Regions from separate parts of the Mus musculus genome. Here regions 1, 2, 3, 4, 6 and 7 are each linked to region 5. A link is a contact called in public HiCAR-type, HiChIP or PLAC-seq and promoter capture Hi-C data. All regions are on one chromosome and are shown on one strand. Each heading gives the region's core, a stretch centred on a gene start, on an enhancer-like site or on the middle of the called end of the contact. The rest is flanking DNA. Distances are from core to core; before and after follow the strand shown. Region 1 holds the start of Casp8ap2 (caspase 8 associated protein 2). Region 2 holds the start of Mdn1 (midasin AAA ATPase 1). Region 3 holds the start of Ankrd6 (ankyrin repeat domain 6). Region 4 holds the start of Rngtt (RNA guanylyltransferase and 5'-phosphatase). Region 5 holds the start of Akirin2 (akirin 2). Region 6 has its middle 13 kb from the start of Pnrc1. Region 7 holds the start of Pm20d2 (peptidase M20 domain containing 2).

Region 1 (2,733 bases), core at 2-2,501, 1.9 Mb after region 5:
CTCCCATCTGAGTTACTACTGAGAGGAGTGGTACACCTTTGAAACATGCAGAGGCCAAGTTTTAAAAACCAAGAAGCTAATGATTGATTAATAACAGCTGCTGGGCTAGGAAGGTTGCTCAGTAGTGTGCAGTCCTCACAGCTTTGAAAAGGCCAGTCCCTAGCACCAAAATGTTCTTTAAAAATTTTACAGGTTGATAACCATTATCTGGAAGGATAAACAGCTTCAACAGATTCATAAGCAAATGCATAGAGAAAGGGGTCATCTAATCTTTTCTGAAAGCAGTATGAAGTTCAAATTTTTCAATACACAAAAGCATACATTTGTAGAAGGAAAACAACCAGGCAAAAGCTAAGAGGCAAATCTCACTCTAGGTTCTGAGGATGAGACAGGCATGAAAAGCAGCATACATTACACAAGTCAAGTATTGATATAAGTGCGCTAAGTACTCCTTTAAATTATCCTGAAGCTCCTATCAAGTCTATATTATTCCTTATCCCGTCTAAATAGATGAGGAACCTAACAGAGCCAATTAGAAAATCTGCTGCAGCCAACAGCTAGAAAGTGGAGAGCTGGGATAAATTCCAGTCAGATGTCAAAAATCAAAAACACCCCTTAAAACATAAATCTCTGGACATATCCCGTAAGATGGCAGGAAATACTATGGAAAAAAAATAATTTGGGGTATGGTAACAGAGCCAAGAAGTCTTGCCTAGTGGCCTAGTCCCTTCCAAGGCGGGGTTGAAGCTCATAGGAGAAAGGCCTTCAGCGAGAAGTTTGGTGTTGGTGTGGCGAGAAAAGACCGCCAAGAGGATCCTTGAAGCACTAATGCTTCCTGAGAATTCTACATTCCCATGTCAGGGATGGTTCGAGGCGCTGCGGAGAGCACATAAACAACTTCTTCTCTCAAGCTTTCAGCTTGGGAAACTGCCCCTGTCACTGATCGCCCGACCCTCGGGACAGCCCCTTCTCCACACTCACCGAGAGCTCGGCAGTAGGGACTTGGGAGACACGGGTGGGGGAGGGGAGGGGCGCGCTGTAGACCCGGCGATGTTCCGGGTGCTCGCCCCAGCGCCCCCCGAGACGCTCCGAGGGGCGCTCCCCGAGGACGGCAGCTGGCTCCTCGAGGCCCAGCCAGGCACAACCCTTCGCCCAGAGCGTAAGCCATCCCAGGCGGCACCCCGCTGCCTCTCCCCAGCAGCCCCGCGACAGGCCCTCAGGAACTTACCCGGCCGGCCAGCCCCGCACAGCGGCCGCTGTCCGGACGCCAGGCGCTCCGCCGTCTCCACCAATCGCAGCTCACGGTAAGGACGCCAGGGCGGGACCGAGCGCCGACAACCAATTAGATAAGACGCAAAGCACGTCTCGGCGCACACAGCCAGTTCCCGCCATTGAAGGCGGAAAAAAAGATTCCAGTTGGCGCCAAACTCTGGTACTTACTCTTCTGTGGCTCCGAAGGGAAGTGGGCGGGCCGTGACCTCAGTGACAACGGGGCGGGGTTTCTCCGCGGAAAAGACGTCACCAGAGCGGAAGTGGGGCGGGTCTGGGAGACGCTAATGAAAGGGAAAGTAAAGGTGGAGGCTCCTAGCTGTTTTGGCTGAGAGCAAGTGGAGAAGGCTTGAGGTCTTTAGTGTATAAATTGTGTCAGCTGCGCGCTAGACAGCGCTAAGATCTGACCTTTAAGATGCCATCCTGGATGGTGAACGTAGCGTAGAATTACTAATTCAGCGGGATAGAAGAAGGTTTTTGTTTTTGTTTTTCCGTATTAAACTTTTTTATGTAAAGCCGGGCGTGGTGGCGCACGCCTTTAATCCCAGCACTTGGGAGGCAGAGGCAGGTGGATTTCAGAGTTCGAGGCCAGCCTGGTCTACAGAGTGAGTTCCAGGACAGCCAGTGCTACACAGAGAAACCCTGTCACGAAAAACCAAACCAAAAAAAAAAAAAATATATATATATATATATATATATACATATATATATACAATAAATTATTTTTATCGTTTTTCCCCTACCCGAACGCATCTCTGATCCCACCTCCTTACCCACCGAACTTCATGTTCTCTTTCTCAAAAAAAGAAAGAAAAAAGGAAAAAGAAACAAAAAAGAAACCAGTAAGAAAAAACAAACAAAGCCAAGACAATACAAAACGAAACAAAAAGCTCAGACACAAAAACATGGAATTCAATTTATATTGGTCAACTACTCCTGGGTATTGTCCCTTCCCCAAAGTCTGGCTGATAGACCAGTGCCACTCTACTAAAGAAAACTGCTGTCTCCTTTCTCTGCAGGTTGAATTCAACTGCAAATACCTCCTCAGGCTTGAACCCCAACGGGTCTTATGAGGGTTATCGGCCTCTGCATTCATATATTTATTAGTCCTGTTGTGTCTGTTCCTTGGATGACACAGTTCTTGGAGTCATCCGCCACCTCTGGCTGTTGAGAGTCTCTCTGCCTCCTTTTGGGTAATGGGTCCCTGATCCTTGAGGCAAAGGGTTTGATGAAGGCGTCCCATTTAGGGCTAAGTGCTCCAAAGATTCACTCTCTGCCCATTGTTAGTTGCTTCCTACTGTAAGAAGTTTCTCTGATGAGTCTTGAATAATGCAGTGATTTAGGGGTATAGCGCTATGTCGTGATGAGTATTTTATTGGCCTTTGCAGAATCATAGTAGTAGTTTTACCTCTAGGCTTATGAACTATCTAGTCTCAGGTTCTTGGCCATTTGAGCAGTGTCAGA
Region 2 (2,711 bases), core at 8-2,507, 1.9 Mb after region 5:
AAAAACAAACAAGATGCCTTTTGGCTAAGGGTGTAATTCAGTGACAGAAAGTAGGTTCAACACCTCGGGAAAAACTCTCAGAATTTTCTCTGGCGAATTCTACAATGCTGCAAATGGCTCAGGTTCATTCATCTACAACAGTGACTTTCAACCTTCCTAATGCTACAATCCTTCAATACAGTTCCTCATTTTGTGGTAACCCCAAATCATAAAATTATTTTCGTTGCTAACTCATAACTGTAATTTTGCTACTGTTATGAATCGTAATGTAAATATGCTGGTCTTAGGCGACCCACAGGTTGCGAACCACTGGATGGGCTACACTGCTGTTGACTGCTAAAACAATGGAGTGTGTATGTACTTTATGCACTCTTGGCTGAGAGTTTTACAAAATTAAAATCACGTCTCTCTTGACTCAAGCTTACAGACAGAGCAGGTAAGGAAACTTAGAAAGAAATTAAAACGCAAAGTGAAAACTTGTCTAGTAAGGATGCTCAACTCAGGCAAAAGCCAATACGGCAAAGCTCTTGAAAACACATGACTCATTTGGTAAAAAAAATAAAAATAAAAAAAATAAAATTTAAAAAGTCTTTCATCTCCCAATTTAACTGTCTTGTTAAAACCTTCAGCTGTTTGTTATGAACGGTCACCGAAGAAGACGCGAACTCCCCGGGTGTAGAGACAAGATTTTTGCGTCTCCTCAGTGGTGTATTGAGACGCCCAGAAAAAATACTATGGATGTTCGTCAGTGGGCCAAAGGGTCAAAGTAAAGAAAAGCATCCTTAAAAGCATCCGAGGGGTGGGGAAAGGGAAGGAAAAGCACGTGTCTGGGGGGTGGGGAGGCGGACAGAAGCAGCCTCGCAGAAAAACCAACCGCGCCGATTCCTGAAGGGCATGAACTCCACCAGGGCCTGAGCGCCGGGCAGGGGGCGAGGAAATGGAAGCTGACCCCGAAAAACAAAGGCCCTTTCCCGGGACTCGGCGCTCCGCGACCCGGGCCCGCCTCCCTTCGCCCACGCTCACCGACTTGGCCAGGAACCTGTTCAGCTCGCCGCTGCTCTTCTCGTTCTTGGCGGCGATTAGCCGCAGCGGCCCGGATACCAGCTCCACAGAGAGGTGCTCCATAGTCTCCGGCCGCGGCCACGGGGCCGCGGGGTGACGGCCGAAAACCCACGACGGCAAGAAGACCCCCGAAAGCCGGCAAGCAGACACACACGTGGTGAAGGAATTCACGTTGCGTCATCAACCCGCGGCGGCGCGACTACTGCCACGCCCCCGTGGGCGGAAATGCGTCACTGCCGCGCCACTGCTAGTAGGAAGGGAAGCGGAAGTAGCTTTTGAGGTTAGCCGGTTGACTGATCCTTCTGAGAGTGAAATTCGCGTCGCCAAACGAGGAGCTGCCGGCGCGTGCGACCTAAGCGCACAGTGACTTACTCTGTATCAACACAGGTCCTGTGTGAAAGATAAGCGGATTCGCTGTCCAAGATTGTTGCCCATAAAAAGAGTGACCTTTTGAGAAAAATGGCCCTGAAGTATTCTTACAAATCCTGGAAATAATTGCTTAATTAAAAAAAGAGTAGGAGTTAGTGAGATGCCTTAGTCGGCTAAAAGCTCTTGTAATGCAAGCCTGATGCCCAGAGTTTGATTTGTGACCTCTATTTTACACCATGGCACGTGTGGGCCTTCACACACTTCGCGCATACTCCCCGTAGTAATAATGATTCCAGAAAGGCTGCGGAGTGCACAAAGTTAGAATTGTTAAGATGAAGGTCACGAACAAGTTAAACCTATAATGATGTCAAACAAAATATATTGAGAGGGATTGACAATAAAGAAGCCCATTACCAGCATAGTGCAGCTTACAACCATTTGTAACTCCATCTCTATGAGATAAAACGCCCTCTTCTGGCCTCTGTGGCATACATACATACATACATGTGGCACACAACACACACACCAGTTTTTGTTTTGTTTTGTTTTTTTGAGATAGGATTTCTTTGTAACCCTGGCTGTCCTGGAACTTGCTCTGTAGACAGGGCAGGCCTCTGACCTCAGAGATCCGCCTGCCTCTGCCTCCCCAGGGCTGGGATTGAAGGCGTGACTTTAACACCTGGCTGCTTTGCTTTTTGGTGGTGAGAACTGACTAGATGACTCAGCAGTTAAAAGATGCTTTCCCCTAAGTCTGGCAAACTGATTTCAATCTCTGAAACCCACCCAAAGAACTTGGATAAAAGTTTACTCTAAGTGCAGAGAAAGGAAGCTTCTTCCAGCTGTGGAGGCACTAACAATGAACACCCAGAAAGGCATTCAACCCCCAGAGCAGCAGCAGATTGGTATATTGTGGAAAGTGTCACACCAAAAATGAAATAAAATCCAGGGATCCAATCAGATGCAGAGGATATGGATACAGAATAAAGTACAAGAAAAGGACTAGCCGGCCAGTGGTGTATGCCTTTAATCCCAGCACTTGGAAGGCAGAGGCAGGCAGATTTCTGAGTTCAAGACCAGTCTGGTCTACAGAGTGAGTTCCAGGACAGCCGGGGTTACACAGAGAAACCCTATCTCAAAAAAACAGAAAAGAAGAGAAAAGAACTAAGATTGATGGTTTTTGATGCTCGATGAAACAGGGGATTCAGGAGTGTACACTCGTACACTTGCACCATTGACGTTTCTCTTTATTGTATAGCGTTTATCTTAGTTTACTTAATGAC
Region 3 (2,700 bases), core at 19-2,518, 1.6 Mb after region 5:
AAGTGCTTAACTCTCTTCTAGGGTGGGCGGGGAGGGGGTTTTGGAGTGTCTCCTGTTTGAAGCTTTCAGGAGGCAAAAGGAAACAGATACTCTAAGGAAAAGGAGGTTCTCTCCTTGAAACCCAGCTATATTCCAGAGAGGGTGTGAAAAAAAAAAATCGCTTCACCGTAAATTTATCACCAGCCTCAGGTAAGATCGAAGCGTCATGTTCACCGTTCTACCTGCTGACCTCTCCACCTCTGTGAGCAAAAGGTTCCATCACTCATTTGTCATCAGATCGTGTGTGTGTGTGTGTGCGTGTGCGCGTGTGCGTGTGCGCGTGCGTGAGAGAGAGAGAGAGAGCATGCACATGCGCGCGCATGCATGCCTGCATGTGTGCATGTATGTGTGTTAACTTTCTTGCTTGCATTTATATGTATATCGGTGCTGAGGGATTTGAATTTGGGTTCTCATGCTTCATCAGAGCGCACTTTACCCACTAAGTCCTGAGCAGCCAACCCCATGAGATTTTTCTTGAGTAGAATGGCATTCATATAAGGCTGGAAATAGCATTGATTATCTGAGCCTGGTCATTGGGACTGCTATGAATTTGAAATAAACACATTCTTTGAAGTAACCTTTTGTTTACATTAGGCTCCAGGCTTACCACACTCCTAAATCGCTCAGTAAGTTGTTCTTTTTCTTTTCTTCTTGAGGCAGGCTCACATAGGCCAGATGTTGCAGACATTTGTTGGAGTGTAACCCCCTAGTTTATGCTGCCCGGGGAGCTCTTTTAGGTACTGAAAAAGTAGCTGTGGCAGTGAGAGACAAAAACAGTCAAGACAACAGTATGTAAGGCGTACTTGGAACCCGCGGGTGAGGACTGATGTCCCTGCTGGTCCTTCACCAGGCAGCAGCGGGAGAGAGGATGCCCGACCCTCTCTTTGCAGCAGCTTCCTCGGTTTCCATCGGCTCCAGAAAGCCGGCCACAGGTGGAGGGCTGGAGGGTTCTCCGCTCAGTCCATCCAATTGGTGCGCCTGGTGCCCGATGCCGCTGAGGAAACAGCCCTCAGCGCGGGTGTCCTCCCGCTGCTCGTGGGTCCCAGTGGGAGCCACCCCGCACCTCCGGGATGTGCGGTTCGGGAGGATCGTGTGCAATGACCAGCGGCCGCTGCGGGGCGCTGTAGCCCTGCGGACAGCCGGGTGGGGCGTGGCCCGAGGGGCGTGGCGTGGAGTATGGGGCGGGGCCGGCGGGGCCCTCAGGCATCCAGGCCACGCGCGGTGGAGCGTGGGGCGAGCGGCTGCGGGCAAGGAGCGCAGCGGCCCGCGAGCTCCGTGCGGAGCGGCCGGCCGGCGCGGGAGCGAAAGGTACTGGGCATAGTCGCCGGCTCCTGCGAGTGCTAGTAATCCTCCAGGAGCGCTCATGGGGACACTGGGAGGGGGCGTCGCTGGCAGGGGCGCGCTCCTTAGTGGCCGTCTGGCTCCGGGCGCTCTCGACGTCGCGCGTGTGGGGAAGTGCTTGCCCTGCAAACTCTTCCGCAGCCCAGGGCAAGGGCAGTTCCCACGGTCGTTTGGAGCACGGCTGGTCCCGCGGGGCCTTAGGGCCTTGTGCGCCGCCTTTCGGGCTCAGGATTCTCTTACTTGCCTAGGGCATTGAAATGTATCGCTTCCTGTAGATTTGGGGAGCTGGAGAGAAGGGGGATCATTATGGCTGATCCAAAAGGAGTTGTACTTTGTGAAGCTGGCCAAGAACGTTTCCCCCGAAGTGCATTGAGAGAATTCACGTGGTGGTAAGGTGTGTGTGTGTGTTTACCACTTTGATGGCATGAGACTGAGTTGTGAAACCACCAGTTAGGTGTGCGACTGGAAAACCCACGTCTTCAAGCCTTAATAGTTAGAGCTGTGAACTGAAAGCATCATACATAACCTTGAAGTTGACATCAGGCTTTATGGCGGGCATCGTTCCTGTGAGGCGAGGCTCTTGGCTGGTGGTAGCCATGTGTATTAAATTGATACTGATTGAATGTAATGGAAAGAACTTGGACAGTGACCAATCACACCCAGGTGCGAGGTTGTCCCAAGTGTTCAGATTGATACTGACTAACGGTTTCTCATCTTTAAAATATCTGTTACGTGAGTAGTTGGGATAATTAACTTCCTTTGTTACCCTGATTGTATACTTAGCATATGGTGAGTAAGTTTTGTTTTGTTTTATCCTGAGAATACAATGGCCAGAGGATGGCTCATCTGGCAGACTCTTGCCACCAGACAATTGGAGTTTGATTCGCAGAAGGTGTGACAAGGTGGAACTGACTCTCTCACCAGTCGTGGTGTCCTCTGACCTCTTCATGGGCTGAGGTTCATACACACACACACAACATAAATAAACTAGGAATTCATATTACAATTAGGAGGGGTTTCTGCCCTCTCAGCTTGAGGGAAGGAGCAGTCTGAGAAAAAAAATGAGGGAAAATTGGACACCAGACAACAGTTAGTTATAAATTGTTGAGAAGTCTAACCAAAGCTGATTTTTAAAATCAAAACCATCACAATAAAAATGCTAGCCCAAGGGGCTGGAGAGATGGCTCAGCAGTTAAGAGCATTGGCATCTCTTCCAGGGGACCCAGGGCCAGTTCTCAGCACCCACGTGGCAGCCCACAACTTCACAAATATCTGCAACTCCAGTTCTAGTGAACCCAACACCCTCACACAGCCATGCAT
Region 4 (2,756 bases), core at 229-2,728, 1.2 Mb after region 5:
AGATACCCAGTTAACCACCACATCCTGACCCACGCATAACACAACTGTTTCTTCCTATATGTGCTGAAATCTTCACATAAGCTCCATCCTAAAACTTCCTGCTTTGTGTTACCCAGCACAGCTTTAAAACAAAAAGTTACAGTTTTAATATACAGGTTTTAGCTCAAGAGTTAAGAAAAAGCCGGGCGTGGTACACGCCTTTAATCCCAGCACTCGGTAGGCAGAGGCAGGCGGATTTCTGAGTTCGAGGCCAGCCTGGTCTACAAAGTGAGCTCCAGGACAGCCAGGGCTATACAGAGAAACCCTGTGTCGAAAAAATACAAAACAAAACAAAAAAAAAAAAAAGAAAAAAGAAAGAAAGAAAAGAAAAAGAGAGTCACTCAGAATAAAGACAACCAGAAAGCAAGGGTGTGGGCTTCTAAGAGAGTGTGGGTACCAGCTAGCTCCTCAATAGGGAGCCACAGCTCACTGTATTTTGCCTGGTGTTCAGATAGCTAAAAAGAGAGAAAGGAAACGCTTATGTCTCATAACTCCGATAAGGAGACTTAGCAGATCTTTGCAAACACCTGCCCGATAATTACTCTATAGCTGAGTAAATCCTGTGAAAACAGAACTTGTATTCCTTCCTCAATTTTAATCACAAAAATGTTTTTGGCTTCTAGGTCCAGCAGACAAAGTTCCTAATTGCTATCTAACCCGGTTGCTGGTAACTGTGGAGCCTGGTCCTTTAAAGTTACCATGTGCGATGTCTCCACGGATTCAGAGAACTGTGCCTCCGTTATTTCATGTGTATTCCCTGGAATACATGTGTGTGGTCCAAAACTATCAAACTGTACACTTTGAAGTCACTGTTCTTTTAGCCAAGCAGTGACCCGAGCCTATAATCCCAGCTCGCAAGTTCGGGGATGAGTCCACTATACGTCAAACTCAAGATGGCAACATTCCGCAAAAAGTCAATTTTTAATAACAAAACCAAAAGTCCCCCGCTATCCAGCCTCGCGTCTCTTTAAGCTTTCCTTCAATTTCCAGGCTCACACCCAGCTACTCTCTTTCCGAAAACAAGTCTCGCCAAGACAGCGAGACCCAGTCTCCAAAATATCACAAAGAGGTTCACAAACTTTAAGCTCTAGAAGCGTCTGGTCCACCTCCGGTCCTCACTCCTCCGCCTTGCGGGAGTCCCGACTGGCGACCACCAAGCGCGCGGTCCCCCAGGCCCGGCCGGCGCAGTGAGATTCGAACCCTCCCGCAGCCCCCTCCCGGGTACCTGCCACCGGCTGACCGCGCCGCGGACAGTTCAGCCACCGCGGCGGGATCTTGTTGTAAGCCATGTCTGTGCCGCCTCGCCGATAGCTCCACAGCAAACCAGCCCGGACCCCAACGGCAGCAGCTCTACCCGGGTCCTCAGCGGCGCGCCACTTTCATTCAGGTTCGACTCCGCGGCTCCCGGCGAACCCACAATGCACTGCGACTTCCGCCCCAAAGGGCCCGCCCCCTTTCTTCCGAGGTCAGGCGAAATGGAAGCCCCGCCCAAGTGAGGGAGGGGAAGCTGCTGAGAACTAGATAGGCGGTTCCACCTGGCCCGCCCCCTTCAGCCCCGCCCCTGTATCTCAGGGCGCCGGCCTCTGCCACGCCCCGCCCCTGTTTTGCCTTTGTGAGTACTCTAATGACTGGTGTCTCTTTTTTTCCATCTAAACCGGAGAAACCCCCAAAGTAGAAGGAATCCAAGCTTCTTTCCACCTGTGGACTGACCTGCTACATTCAGAAGGGTATTTCACAGGTGAAAAAGTGCTTTTCCGTTAATCATAGCTCAAATTTGATGTCTCTGCTGGATCTGGGTCATTTGAGAATCCTCCCTTTACCTGCATCAAAAAGTCCGGAAAACCAGAGTCTAGGTTATTATAAATGAGTTTTCTTTTTTTGGCGAAGTGTAGGGGACGTGCTTCCGACGACCCATAAAACATCAAAAATTAGTTCCAGAAGCCTTAAGACTATCATTTCTGGAGCAGATGGTTTTGATGTGGTGTTTGTTTGTTTTGTTTATTGCTGGTTTTCACCTTTTTTTTTTTTTTTTTTTTTTTTTTTTTTTTGGTTTTTCGAGACAAGGTTTCTCTGTATAGTCCTGGCTGTCCTGGAACTCACTTTGTAGACCAGGCTGGCCTCGAACTCAGAAATCCACCTGCCTCTGCCTCCCGAGTGCTGGGATCAAAGGCTTGCGCCACCACACCCGGCTTCGCCCATTCTTGAGATTTAAAACACCATATGAAAAGCTGTAGCTATAAGCTTGGTTGTGGGCCACTAGGAGCAAGCTGGTTCTTCCTTATAATCCCTTCAGTCATCAACTTGACATGCCTGAGAAGAGGAAACCTCGATTGAGGACCTAATTGACCTGTGGCCCTGTCTATTGGGCATTTTCTTGATTGCTAATTGTGGTGGTTTGACTGTGCTTTGCCCATGGGAAGGGGCACTGTTAAGTATGGCCTTATTGGAGGAGGTGTAGCCTTGTTAGAGGAAGTGTGTCACTGTGGGGTGGGCTTTGAGGTCTCTGTGTGTGTGCGTGCGTGTGTGTGTGTGTGTGTGTGTGTGTGCACGCGTGCGCGCACGCACGCACGCTCGCACATGATCAAGTCTGGCAGAGACAGTCTCCTCCTAGCCGCAGTTGGATCAAGACATAGAACTCTCAGCTTTCTCCAGCACCATGTTTGCCTGGATACTGCCATGTTTCATGCCTTTATGATAATGGACTGAACATCTGAACC
Region 5 (2,700 bases), core at 194-2,693:
AAGCAATCAAAGGTCCATCCGGCAGACACTTTGAGAAAATGTTTCAAGACTTCAAGTCTGAAGTCCACTGGAATCTTGATTTATTCGTTACTCTCGAGGCTAGGTTGTTTTCTCCCAACATACTTCATTGGGATAACTAAAGCATTTACAAATAAACTAGTCAGTCTCAATTTGAAGTACACCTTCCTTTTCATTAAAAGTTCAGGATCTCTTAAGGACTGGACGCATAGTGAGATCACATTACAGTACTCGGGAAGAACATTTGCTTTGTTGTTGACCCTGCTAGGGAAACAGGTCTTGACTCAGCCAAAGTGGCGTTCTTGTGGGTGATTAATGACAGGCCTACAACTCGCCCCAGTGACATCCATCCCCCTCCAAACCCCACCCCTTCTATACTAAAACCAGCCAAGTCTAAAATGGAGGAGGGGCTGCCTTCTCGCCTCAAACCACTCAGTCACTGAGTTAATAGCTGCAACCAATCGATTCAGCCCAAGAGACCCGGAGATTCGGGTGAAATGTGACCCTTCTCTCGCCTGACTTATGAATAATATCACCCTCTCTGATCATTTCCGCTGGGGCTCTACATAAGGAAACGATTCTAGGGATCTAGCCCCAAATGATCTGCCTCACAATGAGGGACCCCCACAATGCCGGCCAACCCGACTCGTACCCACCCAACCTGCCGACACCACCCCCACCTCGGTTCAGGCCCTTCCTTCCCTTTGTGTCCGCACCCAAGCTCCCGGCCGCAGCCCACCCCGGCAGCCCCGGGGCCGAGGCCCACCTGTGGTGAGCCGGGAAGAGACGTCGCCGAAGGGGGAAGGCTCCATCCGGAGATACTTCTGCGGCGAGGCGGCCGCGGCCGAGGCGGCGGCGGCGGCGGTGGCGGCGGCAGGGGAGGCGGCAGCCGAAGCCGGCGCCGACAAAGGCGCGCACCGCCTCCGCTTCGGAGATGCGGGGCTCAGCAGCGGGTCGAAATCCAGAGTCCTTTTCAGAGTGGCTCCGCACGCCATGGTGGCGGGCGGCCGAGGCTCGGCTCGGGCGGGGCCGGGAAGGACGGGGGCAAACGGGCCCTCCGAGGTGCCCGGTGGGTGTGGGGCCCGGGACGGCGGAGCCGCGACAGGGCAGGCGGGCGAGGCGCGAGGGTCGCGCCGCCGGCTCGGGGCCGCTCCCGAGAGGCCGGGCCGCCCCCGCCGTGCGCTCGGGCTGAGCGCGCCGGGGCTCCTGCGCGGAGACCCGCTCCCTTCGGAAGTGGACCCGGCCAGTGGCGCGACCCAGACGCGATCTCCGACACGCCGGTGCAGACGGAAGCTCGTGAGTGGCGGCCACGCGCGGGAGCTGCGAGGTAGCCCGGCCGTACAGAGCTAAGCAATGCACTCGACCCTCTCTTCTCCACGGAACAACTCTGCCACCCGCCGCCGGCCCCAATATGGCGTCAATAACAACGCCGCCGATTCAAATCCTGCGGCCCCAGGGCGCCTGCGCACCGGGGGCGGGCCCGCCAGAGTGCATTCTGGGATTTGTGGGGTTTCGTGAAGGGCAGGGATCGGCCTGAAAGGCGGTTACCCAGAAGTCACAGAAACTACGACTCCCGTCATCCAAGGCGCACGATCCCAAGTTCCGGGTTGGAATTTAAATACCCCCTCATAAGTAAGAGAGTTTAAAAAAAAAAAAAAAAAAAAAAGACCTAAGGAAGAGAAAGGAGAGCCTGTGAGACAGTGGGGAAGAGGAAGCGAACCCATTGGAAAAGCAAGCTAAGCACTTTAGAGACCCTGTGAAGATTTGGCATAGTGACTTAAACGGGATATAACAAAGAGCCAGTCTAATATTTGGAGAGAGATTAATTTAGCTGTCAGGAGCGCCAAAAAACCAAATCTGTCACATGGAGGAGATAGGAAATAATGAAAACACCAATTTGGGTCCTCGAGACAGAACGACAGTAATAATATCAGATTACAGGATCTTTGAAGTCTGTGCTTTGCGCTTCCCAGATAGGTACTTGTTTGCTTATTAAATTCTGCATAGCTGAAAAGGAGCACAAAGTCAATTGTTTACTATGAGCAGAGAGCGATCAACACCAGAAATTTGTTGAGTTTGGAAGGCTGGGTGGGGTCTAGGGAAAGGCAAGCAAATAAATGCCTAGGGAGCAGGACCCATCTTTATTAGCAAAGTGGGAAGAAATATTTCTAAAATTTGTTTTTTCATCAACTATCTAAAATAGGGATCGACTACAGCACTGATGAAGTAATTTATGTAGATACTTTATATCTTCTGCCTGTGGATGCTAGCTCTCCACCAAGATTATAAGTATTAATACGCCTAATGCTCACTCTTTTCTGCTTACTCAGAAATCAACATATGTGGCTGCTTTATAGTTGTTTTGGACAATACCTCTCTATATATCCATTTGTTTAGAATTGTTCACCACCACAAAGATCAGCTTTCTTGATCACACTGTATAAGCAACTCTGTCACACTTATTTTAATTTAGAATATAGTTCTTAGAAAGTATCTTTTGAGAAAGACCAGCATTCTATGAAACAGTCACTTAACTAAGACTTGTACTAAGGATGTGTTTATTAAATTATAAAAACTCCAGGAAATCTGTTATTGTGCTGAAACTGACTGGACGTTCATACTTTATGTAAGAGCAGAATAAGAAAAGTTCTTGACTTTTTTTTTTCCTTTGGAGATAAGATC
Region 6 (2,778 bases), core at 190-2,689, 1.3 Mb after region 5:
AATAATTTTGAATGGGGTTAGTAAAAAGACGACTCGGATGTGGTGGTGCATGCCTGTAATACTACCACTTGGAAAATAGAGACAGAAAGGTCAGGAGTTCAAAGCCAGCCTGAGATATGTGAGAGCCTAGCTCAAAACAAAACAAAACAAAAAAAGAATCCCCGAGGGCTAGAGGGATGGCTCAGCAGTTAAGAGCACTGACTGCTCTCTTCCAGAGGTTCTGAGTTCAATTCCCAGCAACCACATGGTGGCTCACAACCATCTGTAATGAGATCTGATGCCCTCTTCTGGTGTATCTGAAGACAGCTACAGTGTACTCACATACATAAAATAAATAAATAAATAATCTTTAAAAAAGAAAAAAGAATACCCAACATAAAATTAAATAGAAAAAGGGGAAATATAGCTGGGTGTCATGTGCAAACTTGTAAGTCCTAACATTACAAGGCAAAGGCAAAAGGGTTGGCATGAGTTTGAGGTCATCTCAGGGTACCTATCAAGTCTACAGGCGACAGGGCTACCTACTGAGAACCTGTTTCAAAACCAGGAAATCAAAAAGTAACATGTAAATCACAGACAAATAAGGTTACAAGAGGGGATGTCCTGTACGGTTACTCTGAAGACCCGAGAAGATGCTATAGAGGTCCAAAGTAAACAAGGACATGTGATAACGGGAAAGAGGGAGAAGCCAAACAAACAGCCTAGAAAAACTGTCCCAGTTCATGTGACACTAGGAAGAGCCAGGGTAGGAAGTCTGGAAGGATTCTCAGAGGTACAACTCCAGGAAGACACAACTAAGTTCAGAAGCCTCATGGGAACCAGGTAGTGTGGTTGGTCCTACATAATTTGAGGGGCTGAGAGCATGCCACAAGTTGAAGTTATTCTGGACCATAGAGTGAAACCATAGTCTGAAAAAAAAAATGGTGGGCAATGCGTGAAACGGGTGGGTTAGGAGAGCACCAGGATAGAAGAGGCTGGAGAATGGCTGACAGCGTCTTCCCTTGTCTTAGGCATGACCCGTTCCAAGGAGACTTTGGGTTGGCCTGCCACTGCTGTATTCTAAAAGCACTTCATCCTGACATCAGTTCTTAAGTTTCCCAACACAGTGTAAGTCTGGAATATTCATGGGCTGCTCACCAAGTGAAGAACGATTACAAAGTAACTTCTGAATAGAGACTGTGACTCAGCCAGTCTCACCTCACTCCACTCTCGGACTTTCAAGGGTCCACGTAAATCCTGCCAACACAGCATGCCAGTCACTGCTCAGTCTCAGCCACACCTCAGATTCACGTTGATGACAAAGTGTAAGTCTGGCAGGATGGGTCACATGCACGCTCTGCTTCTTCCTGCCAGCAACCTCATGGCCAAGGCCTTCCTGCCCTGTCTGCCTACTTTGGTATTAAAAGCAGCCACACCCCAGTAGGAGAGCACATCCCACCAGCTGGCTGCGGGGAGGGAGACGTGAGTGACAACCCACTGGACTTTGCCAGGAAGGGAAAGGGCAGGTGCTGGCCAAGAAGTGTTGCAATTCAGGAAATTTCTGGCCTTGGGCAAGCTGCCGACATCCCTTGCTGTGCAGTAGCCTGGCTTCTAGTTTGTTTAACTCTTACTGGAAACAAACATGTGACGAGTGACCCAGTTCTTTCCCAGTGGAATTTCTTTCCTCGGTGTGCCCTCGGAGGATTCTTGACAACTAAAAGTCACCACTCACTGCCCCTTTAGCTTCACTTTGACTTTAAATTTCAAATATGTAATTTCAAGATTCCAGTTTGGGTGTAGTCTCTCTCTCACTCTCTCCTCCCCTCACTCTTTTTCCCTCCTTCCTGTTTTTCTTTTTAAGAAGAGTTGGCATTTATTGAGAAACGTAGCTAACCATTGTACCACATGCCTGTAATTCCAATACTCAGGAGGAAGGTCAGGGATTCAACATCACTATCTGCTACGAAGGCCAGCCTGGACAACCTGAGGAGGTGGGGGGGGGGGGGGGGGAGAAGGAGAAGGAGGAGGAGAGGAAGAGAAAGGAGGAGGAGGAAATAAAAAAAGTGGGGAGGGGGGAAGACACCAAACAAACACAAACTCAAAAAACCAGAGTGAGATGGATTAGCAGGTAAGGGTGCCTGCCTTAGTCAGGGTTTGTATTCCTGCACAAAACATCATGACCAAGAAACATGTTGGGGAGGAAAGGGTTTATTCAACTTATACTTCCACATTGCTGTTCACCAAAGAAATCCAGGACAGGAACTCACACAGGGCAGGAGCTGATGCAGAGGCCATGGAGGGGTGCTGCTTACTGGCTTGCTGTCCCTGGCTTGCTCAGTTCTAGAACTACCAGCCCAGGGATGGCACCACAGGGGGTTAGGCCCTCCTCCTTGATCACTAATTGAGAAAATGCCTTACAGCTGGATCTCATGGAGGCCTTTCCCCAAGGGAGGCTCCTTTCTGAGATAACTCCTGTTTGTGTCAAGTTGACACACAAAGCCAGCCAGTACACCCCCACACACACCCACACACACAAACACACACACACACACACACACACACACCCCTACTCCCTGTTTAAAATGTTTAAATGATGTGGTTACAGGCTTCTCAGGACTGAGTCATCATTCTGTTGCCAGTGTTGTTTTATTTGGGGGAGGCAGGGGGATTTTATTGTTGTTGTTTTAAAGATTTACTTTTAATTATGTGTGAATCTGAGTGTGGGTATGGGCAGATAGATACCTGTATAGACCAGCAAAGGGTGTCAGATTCCCTGGAACTGAAGTTAGAGGCAGTTAT
Region 7 (2,728 bases), core at 138-2,637, 1.4 Mb after region 5:
CAAGCAACCTAAATAGCAGCTTGTCTCTAAAGTTTATACACAAGCCTGTGTGTAGCTGTCTAATGAGAACAAACAGGATTTCCACTGCTATTGGCAGAGCTCTGCTGTAAAAATTTATTGAAGATGAATGATTGTGTCCATTGTGATATAAATAGATGATTTGTGAATTCAGATGTCACAAGCAATCAAGTGTAGTGGTTAGATGTTGTCTTTTGTGGAAATCTGTGCCCAGTACTTAGTGAGTTGTATAATCTTGGATGCCCATCTGTAATTTGAAGATAATAGTCACACTAAAAACCTCATAGGTTGGGATGAGAAATAGGTATTAACATTTAAAACATCCAGAAAAGCACTTGGTGCAGAGTGAGTGATCTTATTATTTTGACATTATTCTGGCTTTTAGCCAGTTCACTGAGCAAAATAATCTGGAGTCTCATAGATGCTGGAGGACTCCTGTAAAGGAGTTACAAGAGTAAAGTTAAGAAAATGACGGTGGGGCTGGAGGACCAGGGTTCAGTTCCCATTCACCCAGAGGGTGGCTCGCAATCATGTGTAACTCGTTTCAGGCGATCTGACGCCCTCTTCTGACCTCCTCAGGCACCAGACTCGGTGTGCACGCATACATTCAGACAAAACAAACAAAATAACACAAAAAAATGTTAAAAAAAGTTTTAAAAAAGGAAAGTGAGTCCATTCATGAATTTATATCACATTTATTGTGTTTAGGGAAAAGTTTCATTCGGTTAGGGTGTTAACTAAGGACAGTTTTTTTCACGTTAGAGTGTGACCTGGACTCTGGCGTTTTAGGGTATAAACTAGTAAAAATTGATTACAGTCTGCCTTTTTCTTCTCTTCATTCCTTCCACTTCCCTCGAGTTTACTCTGTATAGCCCTGGCTGTCCTGGAACTCACTTTGTAGACCAAGCTGGCCTCGAACTCAGAGATCCACCTGCCTCTGCCTCCCAAATGCTTGGGATTAAAGGCGTGCACTCCTTAAAAAAATCATATATATATATATATATATATATATATATATATATATATATATATATATGGTATCTTATTTGACCTAGTTGTGGCAATTTAAGAGAGGGTAGAATAGGAAGAACACGCAGAAGCTTTTAATACAAGAAAACCTCAGACTACTAATTATTAGGTGTGTATCATCAATAACAATTTTGAACTTGTATCACTCTGGAGGAAAAGGAGAGTATGACTTCTTGAATTTCCTCATCGGGTAACTTTAGACCCGTTATGAACACAAGCTGTGCAAATCATGTTACTTGGGCTTGTCAATCAAAATTTTGGATAAAACTTGTCCTATACAATTCCTCTTCTTAGGAGTTGGCGCCCCAGCTCCAGGCCGAGCCTTGAGGGCGGAGCTACAGGGCAACTCCTGACCTGGGGGGTGGGGGGTTAAGTTAGAGTTAGGGTGGTGCTGTACGGTGGGCGAGCGCGGGGCGCTGGTCGCCGAAGCCGCCGAGGGCGGCCGAGGACTGATTAGGACAGCCGAGCGGTGCGGACTGCCAAGGGCTGCCGAGGCGCCTAGCCTTGCGGAGGGCTGCCAAGGACAGCTAAGCGTTGCCAAGGGCGGCCAAGCGCTGCCAAGGTGCCGCCGAGCGTTGCATAGGACTGGCAAGGACTGCCGAGCGGCGCCGAGCGTTGCCGAAGTCAGATAAGACAGCCGAGCGCCGCCGAGCCTCGCAGAGGGCGGACGAGGAGAGACCGCAGCACGCCCGCGCCATGGGTCCGGTGGTGGAGCGGCCGGCCGAGCCCGGCACGAGCAGCGCCGCCGAGCTGGAGCTGCTGAAACGGCGAGCGGCCGAGCGCATCGACGAGGCGGCCGAGCGCCTGGGCGCGCTGAGCCGCGCCATCTGGAGCGCGCCCGAGCTGGCCTACGAAGAGCACCGCGCGCACGGCGAGCTCACGCGCTTCTTCGAGTGCGAGCCGCCGGCCGCCTCGTGGGCGGTGCAGCCGCACTTCGGGCTCCCCACCGCCTTCCGTGCCGAGTGGGCGCCGCCGGAGTCCGCGGCGGGGCCCCGCGCGCTGCAGGTGGCCTTCCTGTGCGAGTACGACGCGCTGCCAGCCCTGGGCCACGCCTGCGGCCACAACCTCATCGCCGAGGTCGGGGTGGCTGCGGCGCTCGGCCTGCGGGCTGCGCTGGAGAGCATCGCTGCGCCGCCGCCGGTCAAGGTGAGCCACTCCGGGCCAGCGCGGGGCGTGCCGGATCCAGCCCGGAGTGCCAGACCAGTCGGAGTACCAGACCGGTTATTTTTGGTGGCAGACAGCTGCAGTTTGCTCATTGGGTCGTGTGCTATCTGGAGGAAATAAATGGAGACTTAACAAACAAAAGATTTTGATTTGAATAATTGGTATTTGTATAGTAAATTTCAGTGTTTAGAACTACCAGGCTGCCAAACCACTAAAGAGCAGAACTAACGGAGAAGCTAACAAAACATTTACTACGTAGATAGGTTCATATTTAAGTGTACATTTTATTTCATATTAAACAGGCGTCTCGGTTCTTTAAGCAGGAAAATGTCGTGCATGTCTGTCTTGGGCAGGTCCGATCTTGTGTTTACTCTTTAGGATAGTGTATTTAATTCTGTGAGCAAGGTTATATGTCACAACTCAGCTCGGCTCACCCGCCAGTGGCAGTAATGTAATCCTCTGCAACAAACAATTTATCTCTTGTGGCCTCTAGGTTTCTGTGTTGTTTGGGGAGGAG

What was found. Promoter capture Hi-C pulls out the DNA fragments that hold promoters and counts their contacts. HiCAR-type assays count read pairs that join an accessible place to other places. HiChIP or PLAC-seq counts read pairs in DNA pulled down with a chosen protein or histone mark. Capture Hi-C pulls out chosen DNA fragments and counts their contacts.
Region 1: a contact with region 5 is called in a promoter capture Hi-C map of adipose tissue, with 4 times the contacts expected there. The contact joins the promoter of Casp8ap2 here to the promoter of Akirin2 in region 5. A contact is called at or near these places in 3 of 39 promoter capture datasets (hippocampal neurons and liver), 1 of 484 Hi-C or Micro-C datasets (uterus), 1 of 115 datasets of contacts at active chromatin or transcription factors (astrocytes) and 2 of 9 other capture datasets (adipose tissue and liver).
Region 2: a promoter capture Hi-C map of liver shows a contact between it and region 5, with 8 times the contacts expected there. The contact joins the promoter of Mdn1 here to the promoter of Akirin2 in region 5. A contact is called at or near these places in 5 of 39 promoter capture datasets (cranial neural crest, erythroid cells, hippocampal neurons and 1 more), 1 of 484 Hi-C or Micro-C datasets (B cells) and 1 of 9 other capture datasets (adipose tissue).
Region 3: a contact with region 5 is called in a HiCAR-type map of astrocytes, with 5 times the contacts expected there. The contact joins the promoter of Ankrd6 here to the promoter of Akirin2 in region 5. A contact is called at or near these places in 1 of 39 promoter capture datasets (hippocampal neurons) and 1 of 115 datasets of contacts at active chromatin or transcription factors (astrocytes).
Region 4: an H3K27ac HiChIP or PLAC-seq map of extraembryonic endoderm stem cells shows a contact between it and region 5, with 12 times the contacts expected there. The contact joins the promoter of Rngtt here to the promoter of Akirin2 in region 5. A contact is called at or near these places in 18 of 39 promoter capture datasets (the 3T3-L1 cell line, 3T3-L1-derived adipocytes, the C10 cell line and 12 more), 6 of 484 Hi-C or Micro-C datasets (CD4 T cells, erythroblasts, muscle stem cells and 3 more), 16 of 115 datasets of contacts at active chromatin or transcription factors (acute myeloid leukemia, astrocytes, cardiomyocytes and 11 more) and 3 of 9 other capture datasets (adipose tissue, liver and pancreatic islet).
Region 6: a contact with region 5 is called in a promoter capture Hi-C map of liver, with 4 times the contacts expected there. The contact joins the enhancer-like site here to the promoter of Akirin2 in region 5. A contact is called at or near these places in 4 of 39 promoter capture datasets (erythroid cells, hippocampal neurons and liver), 1 of 484 Hi-C or Micro-C datasets (myocytes) and 4 of 115 datasets of contacts at active chromatin or transcription factors (the NIH/3T3 cell line, cardiomyocytes, large pre-B cells and 1 more).
Region 7: a HiCAR-type map of astrocytes shows a contact between it and region 5, with 5 times the contacts expected there. The contact joins the promoter of Pm20d2 here to the promoter of Akirin2 in region 5. A contact is called at or near these places in 3 of 39 promoter capture datasets (hippocampal neurons and liver) and 2 of 115 datasets of contacts at active chromatin or transcription factors (astrocytes and forebrain).

What each region holds. Positions count from the first base shown.
Region 1 is chr4:32,613,988-32,616,720 of GRCm38.p6, reverse strand. Casp8ap2 (caspase 8 associated protein 2) reads right to left here and starts at 1,251. Exons shown (of 11, transcript NM_001122978.2): 1 at 1,229-1,251.
Region 2 is chr4:32,655,665-32,658,375 of GRCm38.p6, reverse strand. It overlaps Mdn1 (midasin AAA ATPase 1), which reads right to left and starts at 1,257. Exons shown (of 102, transcript NM_001081392.1): 1 at 1,024-1,257. The coding sequence starts at 1,125.
Region 3 is chr4:32,949,394-32,952,093 of GRCm38.p6, reverse strand. It overlaps Ankrd6 (ankyrin repeat domain 6), which reads left to right and starts at 1,268. Exons shown (of 16, transcript NM_001012451.1): 1 at 1,268-1,347.
Region 4 is chr4:33,309,033-33,311,788 of GRCm38.p6, reverse strand. Rngtt (RNA guanylyltransferase and 5'-phosphatase) reads right to left here and starts at 1,478. Exons shown (of 16, transcript NM_011884.3): 1 at 1,265-1,478. The coding sequence starts at 1,328.
Region 5 is chr4:34,549,358-34,552,057 of GRCm38.p6, reverse strand. Akirin2 (akirin 2) reads right to left here and starts at 1,443. Exons shown (of 5, transcript NM_001007589.3): 1 at 785-1,443. The coding sequence starts at 1,013.
Region 6 is chr4:33,260,147-33,262,924 of GRCm38.p6, reverse strand. No RefSeq gene overlaps it. Among named protein-coding and RNA genes, the nearest start is that of Pnrc1, 13 kb to the right of the region's middle. Within about 2 kb of position 1,439, at least 210 of the 459 cell types and tissues checked have an H3K27ac peak or open chromatin away from gene starts, as enhancers often do. A contact at or near this core is called in the NIH/3T3 cell line, cardiomyocytes, erythroid cells and 2 more, where this site is marked.
Region 7 is chr4:33,188,396-33,191,123 of GRCm38.p6, reverse strand. Pm20d2 (peptidase M20 domain containing 2) reads left to right here and starts at 1,387. Exons shown (of 7, transcript NM_001034867.2): 1 at 1,387-2,193. The coding sequence starts at 1,744.